Linked DNA regions of Mus musculus: region 2 is linked to region 1. The links are chromatin contacts, called in public promoter capture Hi-C maps. All regions are on one chromosome and are shown on one strand. The core of a region is the stretch at or near the end of the contact, and the rest is flanking DNA. Distances in the headings are between cores, read along the strand shown.

The links. Promoter capture Hi-C pulls out the DNA fragments that hold promoters and counts their contacts.
Region 2: a contact with region 1 is called in a promoter capture Hi-C map of pre-B cells, with 2.0 times the contacts expected there. The contact joins the enhancer-like site here to the promoter of Slco5a1 in region 1. A contact is called at or near these places in 5 of 39 promoter capture datasets (the 3T3-L1 cell line, cranial neural crest, hippocampal neurons and 2 more), 3 of 484 Hi-C or Micro-C datasets (B cells, LSK cells and muscle stem cells), 3 of 115 datasets of contacts at active chromatin or transcription factors (embryonic stem cells, fibro-adipogenic progenitors and stem cell-derived neural progenitor cells) and 1 of 9 other capture datasets (liver).

The regions. Positions count from the first base shown.
Region 1 is chr1:12,988,306-12,993,691 of GRCm38.p6, forward strand. It overlaps Slco5a1 (solute carrier organic anion transporter family, member 5A1), which reads right to left and starts at 2,830. Exons shown (of 9, transcript NM_172841.2): 1 at 1,275-2,830. The coding sequence starts at 2,190.
Region 2 is chr1:13,645,838-13,651,223 of GRCm38.p6, forward strand. Lactb2 (lactamase, beta 2) reads right to left here. Exons shown (of 7, transcript NM_145381.2): 2 at 4,884-5,047; 3 at 1,548-1,674. Among named protein-coding and RNA genes, the nearest start is that of Lactb2, 12 kb to the right of the region's middle. Within about 2 kb of position 2,209, at least 56 of the 459 cell types and tissues checked have an H3K27ac peak or open chromatin away from gene starts, as enhancers often do. A contact at or near this core is called in pre-B cells, where this site is marked.

The sequences.
Region 1 (5,386 bases), core at 1,580-4,079:
ACCATTTGTGCGTATATTTACTAACAAAGTTAAGTTAGTAACTCCAAGGGCAGTGGGTAAACTAAAGACAAAGTACAGCCCTTCTAAGCTGACCATCTTCTTCACTCTCTTGGAAAATCTCATTCAGACATCAAGGAATCTACCAACACATAGCTAAGAAGTTACTAAACAGCCACATAGGTGAGCTCCTTGGTGAATTCTAAGCCAGGAACGAAAGAGAGAGAAAGAGAGAGACAGAGAGAGAGAGAGAGAGAGAGAGAGAGAGAGAGAGAGAGAGAGAGAAGACAACATCCAAGGTTGTCCTGTGGTGTACACACAGATGTATACACACACACACACACACACACACAGAGTGCCTTTAGGTGTTTTAAGTGTTAGGTGGACTCCAGCAAAACAGAACAGAGAGCAATTAACTGGTCTAACAACACTGATCCTTTCCAGGGGTTCAAAACCATCTTTTAGTGCACTTTAGAAGGAGCAATTACTAACTACAGAGAGATGCTGACAACCACCAAAGTTACATCTAGAAACTCGGTTAGCCCTGTGCATACCTGGCTGACCTCCCATGGATACCCGGAACTTATCCCAAACACCTCTGTCTGCTGTGCTCTTAAATGAAAGGCAAGGAATGAAACCCAAGAGCCTGTGTTCTTCAGAAGACAGTAATGAACTCTCACAAACTCCAGTAACTGAGGTCTTCTAAGCCCAATGAAAACAGCCTTGGATAAATCCATGGCCCATGCTGTTGCTTCCTCGTGGGCAGACATAACTTATTCATCTACTGTTTTTCAGGCTTTGTTGGTGCTGGGTGATCAGACATGTTCAGAATAGAGTTTGGAAGTGAAGTGACATAGCATATGTGGTCTGGCTACCCCATCATCTGCTTTTAGGGATGAGAAACAGATGTAACAATGCAAAGCAATGACTCAAAACTGCTGGTGAGCTCTCCTCCTTTCTGGTCATTTCTTGGAAAGAAAGCTTAGAAGATAAACTTGACAAATAGAGGTTCCCCAAAAGTGAACAACAAGAGGAACGGGCCCTGTGCTGTCCTATTTTTCAGCCTTTGTATTGGTGAGAAAAGACAACTGTGAAATTATTTCAAAGAGCTCTTTATCCCAAACTGAAAACATACTACACCAAAAGCAGGACTCAAAAGGAATGAACCATAATGCTTAATATACTTGAAAACACAAAAGGTTGTGTTCCTTTGTGACTGGGGAAGAAAAAGAATGTCACTGTGAGCCAACTACATGCCTGAGAATTCCAAGTCTTACCTAGGTACAAGGATGCATTGTCTTTCTTGACGTTGTCATCTAAATAGGTTGGTCCCAGGGTGTAAATCGGTGTAGAGCCCATTCCAATGAGAACCTGTGCACAAACGAATAAAGCCACGTAGATCCAGTGACTATTTCCTCCCGAGTCCTTGGGACAGGGAGGAGGCTCCAAGATGGCTGTGGAGTTGCCATTCTGACAAAGGCCATCGTTGGAGGCCGAAGCGTTCAACTCTTGGATTTGATAGGGGGGTGAGATAAAGTGAGGTAAAGCGAAGAGCGCAGCCCCGATGGCAATAAGAAGTCCACCCACTGCCAGCCATAGGGGCCTTCGCCCACGGCCACCAAAGTAGCTGACGAACACCACCACCACCAGGTTTCCTATATCAAAGCAGCTGACCAGCAGCCCTGACTCAGAACTCTTCAAGCTATAGCGCCTTTCGATGGTGGTGATGACACTGCTCAGGTACCCAGAGACCATTAACGCCTGGATGAAAGTCAGAAAACACATGCACACTAAGAAGCAGCGAGAATCCGTAAGGACCACGTAGAGACACCTTCTCTCCTGGAGTGTGGCCAAAGTGGAAGATACTGACACAGTTTTGCTGGGGTCCATCCTGTGGTTACAGTCCATGAGTTCCGTTGTAGTGCCTGCCGAAGTGGATGGAGCAGAAGGGCTGGGGACTATCAAGTTCCGTCCTAGATGCGTCTCCTGGCGACCTGGAGCTTCATTGCAACCCAAGGCCAGTTTGCCATCTGCATTCCCAGCACTGAAATTCTGCCGGCAGGAGGCGCTGTGCAGGACCGGTAAACTCTTAGACCTGAAGGACTCTGACTCGCACTTCTCTTGGACAGCTCCAACCGAAGACGGTGCCTCTAGCTGCTGTTGGGCCCGAGACTGCGCATCCCCTTCGTCCATGGCTCTTAAAATGTGATCGCTGATTCCATATAAGGCCTCCGGCACTTTTCATCCACCTGAACGAGGGGCTGATGCCCGGCCCACTCAGTCGTCTCCTCCTGAGACCCGGGCTGGGGATGGCAGAGCCTGGAAGCAAAACATCTCAGCAGCAGGGAGGTGCCCAGAGCATCCTGACCCGAGGCACAACAAGAAGCCACCTTGTACCGGGGGAGGTAAAGGTCCACGCGGTCCTTCGAGGAGTCCTGCTTGGTGTCCACTCTCAGGGATAGCTCGCGGTAGGCGCTTTGCGCGTCCGGTGCTCATCCCCTCCGCCGCCGCCTCTCAGACGGTGGCCAGAAGCTAGAGCGACCTGGGCCCAGTGTGGGGTCTCTTAGCGCAACTGTCCGAACAACATCCCACTTTGTGGCTCCAGGGGTGTTCGGTGCCCACCGCAAGGCTTGTGACACACAGGGTCGTGAAGCTGCCGACCTGTAAAGCAGAGAATTGATGGTCAGAGGGACGGATGCACTTGGGGCTGGCAACCCGGGGTCCGGTGACTAGTGCTAAGTAACCTCGTGGACCCCAGAGGGACCGAGGTGCTAGCCAGGAGCTGAACCGTGCAGGAGGGACCTGCAGAGACTGCAGCCTCAAGTCCCGGAACAATGAGCAGCAGGCGGTCCGCCAAGACTCTCGCTCATTGTCTGCGGCGGGCCTGCCCCCGCCCCGCCCCTTTTGCCTTAAACAGTGCGTTTGCTTTTATATGTTAATAATTATCAGCCTGGCAGCTCTGACTCAGAAGGCAGTGTCTTTTATTCGAGTGAACTAATAGCAACCTTCTGGTACTCCTACTCCATGACTCAAAATAGAAGATTCCCAGAAGAACAAAGGAAAGTTTTTTTTTTCCTTTTACAAGCACACAATACATTCCTGGTCTCAAATTTTAAAATACATTTTTAAGCGGTAGAAAGAAAACTACGTGTAGAAATATGTGTGCACACTTGTACACTGGCACGTGTGCGCGACGAGATGTGAATGCGTCCGCTCCATCAAACACCTACTTAAAGTCAAAGACAGCGCGTGGGGGGAGGGGATCAACATGCTTGCGTGGTTATTCTCTACACTAAAAATAGCCCCTTGCCGGAAAGAACTATATTCAATTACAAGTAACGAGGGCATTCGAGGCTGTGGCCCACGTTAAGTCCCAGAGCGCAAGGTTGAGCGAAACCGAAAATCAATTTGCTTTGCAAATGGTTGAGTGAAGCCACACCAAACAAAGAGACGCTGGCAAGCTGGCACAGCGTGCGCGGGGAGCCCACCGAAACGGCTCAACACAGGCACGCCGGCCCGGAGGTGTGCTATTTGCCAAGCACACCCTGAGAGCGTGAGGTGTGCGAAGGCCTGAAGTATAACACACACACACACACACACACACACACACACACACACACACACACGAGTTCACTTTGTGCGAGCCAGCGCTTGGTTTGAATTCAGCGAGCGCTAATACAGGTGCGCCTCCGCTGTAAACCCCATCCCTAATCTTGGGGAACCCTATACTCCTCCTGCCCCGGCGGCGAAGTGCACCAGATGGGAGGCATTGGGGTTCTGCTGCGTTGGGTTTCGTTCTGAGCTTTTGTGATGCTGCTGCGAAAAGAAAAAAGATGAGAGAGGCGGCTACAACATCTCCCAGTATTGTTCAGGACCGGACTGCCAGTGGCTTGCAAGCCGGCACTTGGGCTCCGCCCGCTCACCCCTGCGCCTTCCCGGGGAACTCCACCCGTGGCTGCACGCCGAGCTGGGGAATCCCGGCGTCGGAGCCCCTGGCTGAGGGAGCAGCCGCATCGCGACGCAGACTCGCATGGGATGGACACGCGGATCCCCGCCCCGAGCTCTCGGAACCAACGCGGAATCCTAGGGACATCCCCTCCGCGCGCGCGCACGCACACACACACACACACACACACACACACACACACACACACAGCCGGTGGGAGGACAGAACCGCCAGGCACAGCTCGCCGCTCTGCTAGGCGCACAAGCTTTCGCAACTCACTAGCGAGGGTGACGACCAATCTGCCGGGCTGGGAGAGGATCAGCCGCTGTAGGACGGCAGCGGTGGGGGAAGATGGGCCAGCCGCCTGCGGAGACCGTCTCGGTCCCGCCGCCGAGAAATCAGGGAGTGAGACTGCGAGTCGAGCTGGCTAACTCTTCCCCCAACCTCTGGCCTGTCACCCAAGCCTCTTCTCCCCAGGCAGACACACACGCACAGAGACGCGCCAGGACCGGAGCAGCAGAGGGCGCAGGCGCGCGGGCAGCCACCCAGCCCAGCCCTCAGGCAACCAGCCACCCCGCTGCCCTTCATCTGTACAGTGGGAAGACGAACCGCACTGAAGCCCCAAGGGTGCGGGTGTCTTTAAGTCACCAAGGTGGACAGAAAGACCATCTCATGTGAAATACTTCTATTGGCTTCTACCATGTTCACCACACACCATGTCTTTTCTACCATAGCAGATTCTGGGGACCAAAGTGGAACAAGATCCCTAATGTTAGGGAAACTTGTCTTGCCCTCTCCCATCCCCCGCCAAAATATCCACGTAAAAGGATTTTATACAGTTCATTCTATACAGTGTGCGACTGCAGAACTAGACACCCATTCACTTTCCTGTCCGGATCAGGAAGGGCACTTGCAAAGGCACAGAGGCATGGCACTACAAGTAAATCAGTTTTCTCAAGAGCGGCAGGGAACAGGACACAGGGGGTTCGTGACTTGTGTACTGTCAGTCCCAAGGGGCCATGGCATTCTGCCTTTCTTACCAGAAATAGCTTTGTCAATAGTGGTGGACTGTTGTGAGTACAGAGACAGACATATTGATATGTGACGAGGCAGGGAGACAGAAAACAGGTTGAGAAAGTAGAAGTGGCTAGCCTAGTTAGGCCGATGGGGTGGCGGGGGATGCTGTGGGAGGGGTCAGATCTCACACTTGAGTGGTGAACAGAGTCTAATCAAAACACGAGACGGGCAGTAGTGTCACACGCCTTTAATCCTAACACTTGGGAGGCAGAGGCAGGCAGATTTCTGAGTTCCAGACCAGCCTGGTCTACAGAGTGAGTTCCGGGACAGCCAGGGGCTACTCAGAGAAATCCTATCTTGAAAAAAACAAAACAAAAACAAAAAAAAACCCCAACAATCTTAAGGGCTGTCTATTGCTAGTCCATT
Region 2 (5,386 bases), core at 959-3,458, 660 kb after region 1:
TTTTTTTTCAAGACAGGGTTTCTCTGTATAGCCCTGGCTGTCCTGGAACTCACTTTGTAGACCAGGCTGGCCTTGAACTCAGAAATTCACCTGCCTCTGCCTCCCGAGTGCTGGGATTAAAGGCGTGTTCCACCACGCCCAACTGAACCACTGCATTTCTAAGCTATCTAGCTGTGACAACTGGCATTAACTACTACTGTGACTTGTGAGAGATGAGAAGATACCTACTCACAGACACAAAGTGCTTTAATGAAACAGCAAGAATGGTAAGAGAGCTGGAGAAAGGAGGAATTCTGCTCAGAAAGGGTATTCAAAGTAACTGGTGAACTGGGAAAACAGTAGTTTACCAGGGAGAAAAGCCTGTGGAAAGGGAAGATATAAACAAAGGAAAGTCAGAACATGCCACAGGAATTTACATACACTTCTTCGGGTCTGTGAGAGGGGTAGATGGAGTTAAGACCAGAAACGATGTTTTGGGCTAGACCATGGAACTAAACATCTTGTGGCTAGTGGGAATCATCACAGGTTCTAGTGACAGGGATAGAGGGAGACTAGAAAGGGGAAAGGCTGGAGACTGCCTGTTAGCGAGGATGTAACAGCAGGAGACAGGGAAAGGAACAGCTCCAGCAAGTGCTTCATTTTAATTGTTCATAACTACATGTTTATTTATATGTGGGTGCTGGGTGGGAGCATGGTGTCTGTGGAGGTGGGAGGACATCTTCTGGGAGTTGGCTCCTCCTCCTATTACGTAGCCAGCGTGATTGAATGCCATGTCATCAAGCTTAGCAAACACTTTACCCAATGAGCATCTTGCTGCCCTTGACAAATACTTTTGGGGCAAAGTCTACCCAAGTTTAATGAGAGATCAGGGAAATGGTAAAGGTGAAAAGCAGTTAAAGTTGAAAAGTAATTCTGAATAACATCCCACTTCAGAGCACAGTGTGCGCTCTGAGATTGAAGGCAAGACCGGACTAGGAGACTGGGGACGCTCTCAAAAAATCAGAGCAGGAAAGACTTTCTCTCTGAAACAGGTCGACCCCTAGAGTATTTACGTATTTTTTTTTTTCTGAAGTGAGAACACTGGGAAAGGCCCTACATTGAGGTTCAGGTAGTTAGTTCCTTGATTCACCCAAGGAGTAACGTTAAGTTTTAAAATAACTTGCTTTTTTGAGACAGGATCTTCTGCTGCGACCAAGCCAACCTGGAACTTCATAGGTAGTAGAGACTGACCTTGAACTCATGGCACACGCCTGACTCAGCCTCCCATGTCTATGAGCAATCACACCTGTACCCAGCCTTCTCAAGTCTGTATTTCTCAATAGTGGTATGAATTTAAACACCACCAAGAACAATTAAAGAGAGAGCAGAAGGAGTGAAGGGTATTTGTTTCCTGGTTTGCGCACAAGCCCTTTCGTTCTCTTTCCTGAGAGCATTAAATGTGTCAGATTTCTTCTGTATTCATGACTCTTCACACGTGCAGGCAAACATACCGACCTGTCTTCATCCTTCTTTATAACACAGGCTGTAAGTTAGGGCTGTTTAGTTACCTGAGAGTGGCTCCCTCGGTCTTAACCACGTCTCCGTTTTCTATATAAATAAATTGCTGTTCTCCATTTCCTATAATTTCTTCTCTCTGGGGATTCCGTCGAAGTTTTTTAATGCAGTAGGTGGTGTCTAGTCATAAAACATGTAAATATATTAAGTCATACTCTGAATGGTTTATCTGTTTAAGAGACCAGCCCTCACACAGGTGACACCCCCAATGGCTGCATAAAACCCTAGCATCCAGATGACAGGACAACAGAATTAAAGCACTGTACCTCTGCAATGGAACTAGTTCACATGTTCCCAGAGTGTTGTCTTCTCCATGCCCCTTTAGGTCACATAAAAGCTGCTGTGAATTTTTAGTCATTTCTATTCTGTGTACCCTGGGAGGTGACGGGAGACAGTGTGATGGAGCGCTGAGCACCTTTCTCTAGGTGCCTGCTTAGCAGTGAACGAGTCACGGCAGCAGTTAAAACTAAGTCCACCTGGCTGGTAGTGCTCAAAGGACTCCCAGAGACTCTAACCCTGACAGCTGACATACTTAAGCCTGACTCCTCACTGACAGAGAAACCCAATGCTTTACCACTTAGCAGTGTCAGTCGTTTAACCAGGACAGTAGCTACTGTGGATAAAAGCAGAAGTCAGACATAGCTGGGGAAGTGAAACTTTCACTCCAGGGGCTATTCCTGGAGCTGAAGAGACAGCTCAGCTGGGATGAGAGGACTGGGTGTGGGGCAGAAGCTGAGACGTGACTGGCTGGCTGACGGGATGAGCAGTGGGTAGGTACGGTGAGGGCTGGCAGGGAGCAGAGCAGCATTACATTAGGAGAGGCCTGGGAGTGAGCGCGTGTACGCTGTGGCTGTGATAAGGCAACATCTTGCCTAATGAAAATGCTGTCTGTCTGGGAAGAGACACTTGGATAGGTAAGATGACTTGGCTGACAGGGGAGTGGGTGTTAAACTTGGCCACTGTGGCCTCTAGACATTTTTTTTTCCAATTTTTTATTAGGTATTTACTTCATTTACATTTTAAATGCTATCCCGAAAGTCCCCTATACCCTCCCCACCCCTGCTCCCCTACCCACAACTCCCACTTCTTGGCGCTGGTGTTCCCCTATACTGGGGCATATAAAGTTTGCAAGACCAATGGGCCTCTCTTCCCAATGATGGCTGACTAGGCCATCTTCTGATACATATGCAGCTAGAGACACGAGCTCTGGGGGTACTGGTTAGTTCATACTGTTGTTCCACCTATAGGGTTGTAGACCCCTTCAGCTCCTTGGGTACTTTCTCTAGCTCCTCCACTGGGGGTCCTGTGTTCCATACAATACATGACTGTGAGCATCCACTTCTGTGTTTGCTAGGCCCTGGCATAGTCTCACAAGAGACAGTTATATCAGGGTCCTTTCAGCAAAATCTTGCTGGCGTATGCAATACTGTCTGCGTTTGGAAGCTGATTATGGGATGGACCCCCGGGTGGGGCAGTCTCTGGATGGTCCATCCTTTCGTCTCAGCTCCAAACTGTGTCTCTGTAACTCCTTCCATGGGTGTTTTGTTCCCACTTCTAAGAAGGGGTGAAGTGTCTACACTTCTAGACAGTTTTTAGCAAAATCGGTGACAGTATTAACAGGACCGTCGTCAATATGGCAGCTATATGTTGTGGGAGTAGGGGTGGCTGGGGGAAGGGATGACTGCCAACAGTTCGTCCAACTGGACTTTATAAAGGCTAGGGCAGTGGCACTGAGAACAGAGGGAGAAATAACATTTATCCTGGCCTTTTCCCTCCTCCGAGACAGGCTAGTCCTGACTGTCTTAGAACTCCCTCTGTAGACCAGGCTGGCCTTGAACTCTGAGATCCATCTGCCTTTGCCTTCCGAGTGCTGTGATTAAAGGCGTAGTTCATCCTGACTGTTTTTAATTTAGAGATTTTGTTTTTTCTTCTATGTTTCTGTGTGAATGTATGCCACATGTGTGTGGTGCCCACAGGAGCATCTGATGCCCAAGACAGCATCTGATCCTGGAACCAGAGTTACATGTGGTTATGAACTGCCTGACATAGGTGCCGTAAACCAAACTCCTGTTCTGTGCAAGGATAAGACACACTTTTAACCACTGAGTAAAATCTCCAGACCTAAACTGGTTGGTTTTGAAAAAAGTCTCTTATCAGTTGCTTCAAATTTACTCTGTATTGCCAAAGAAACTGTATAAATGGCAATTATATATTTTAGTATAACCTTTAAAATACATGTACTTTAAAACAATACAGGTAGCCAGCACTGAATATTACTTGAGCCACGCTGCCCTCGCAGCAACTAAATAGTAAGTACTACAAAGCAGCACGGCTATAGTGCAACGCAAAGGAGAAGAGCGCAGCTCCCGGGACTTAGGGGAGATGCGATGCAGAAGCAGAGCGCCGTGGAACTGGATTCCTGCCAAACCAAGTCTGCAAACAGCTTGTGTGGCTTCAGTCAGGCCCAGGACGGCAGACAGCAAGAGCTTTCTCAAGAAAAGCACTAAAATTTTAGTAGCTATACAGAGCTGTGTCAAATTTCTCTTCTAATTTCTTTGTATTATCTGAATGGTAATTATACAAATATTTGCTCTTTTGTACAGAACCTACAACTGTTTTTCTCTCGGGAAACCCCAAAGGTAATTTTATACTGTTCTTCCAGGGTGTTTGTGCTTTGCCTGCCATCTGTAGCGCAGGGTCCCTTCCCACCTGTGGCATCAGGCTGGGGGCTTTGTTTTAGGGGTGTTCGTGTGTGGAAGCTCCTGGCTAGGAGCTTCCTCTGCTTTTGTTCACTGCTGTTGTCTTTGTGCCACACCCAGTACCTGACACACTGAAGGCGCCGGAATGATTGTTCAGTGGCTTTCTCAATCTAGAACTGTGATGGCAGAATAAAGGATTTAAATTAAGAATAGGAAAGATGTCAGTACTAAGTAGGTCTCAGGGAGAGAAACTGTCGATATACTGAGACATAGCTTGGATTGTCATACGTCTTAGCAAGCTGCCTTAAAGTTACCTTAAGGCCTCAGGTAATCGGCTTGGGAAGAGACCCCAACAGTATCAGCCTTCCAGCACCCTTGGGAAGTGCCAGGCACAGTGCTTGCAAACATGAAATGCTCAACAGCTGTTAAAGGCTGAAGCTGTGGTGGTCACAGAGCATAAAGCTTAGCTTTATCATGGCAGAAGGAAGAAAGGATTTGAAAGAAAAGTTTCCCATGTCACCTCTGCTAAAATTGACAGTATTCATGTTGTATCAATTAAGAAATATCAATATAGTTGAAAGCTTAAATTATAAATGATTTCTCAAGCATGCTAAATGGTTTCCTGCTTACCATTATTGATGTTTTTACAAATGTCTACAATGCCTCCAGAATGATCAGAATGCCAGTGTGTCACCAGGATTTCCTGGATTGCTGTGTCAAACTCAACCAAGGCTTGCTTTAAACAGCTGATATATTCTGGAACTGATGGCTCACCAGTGTCAATGAGGATTCTCCTACAAACGACAGGGAAGACAATCACAGTTAGAACCTGGAGTTCACGTGAGCACACCTGAGGATTCTCCTACAAACGACAGGGAAGACAATCACAGTTAGAACCTGGAGTTCACGTGAGCACACCTGAGGATTCTCCTACAAACGACAGGGAAGACAATCACAGTTAGAACCTGGAGTTCACGTGAGCACACCTTACAAAGAGAACTTGCATTAAAGTAAAGGAAAAGCAAACTTTGTCTTTGAACATATTACTCCAGTTTAAAGCATTATTTTACTGTAAGGAAGTTCTTGGAAAGAAATTACAGTTAACTGTAAATGTGAACTATGGCTGGCGGGAG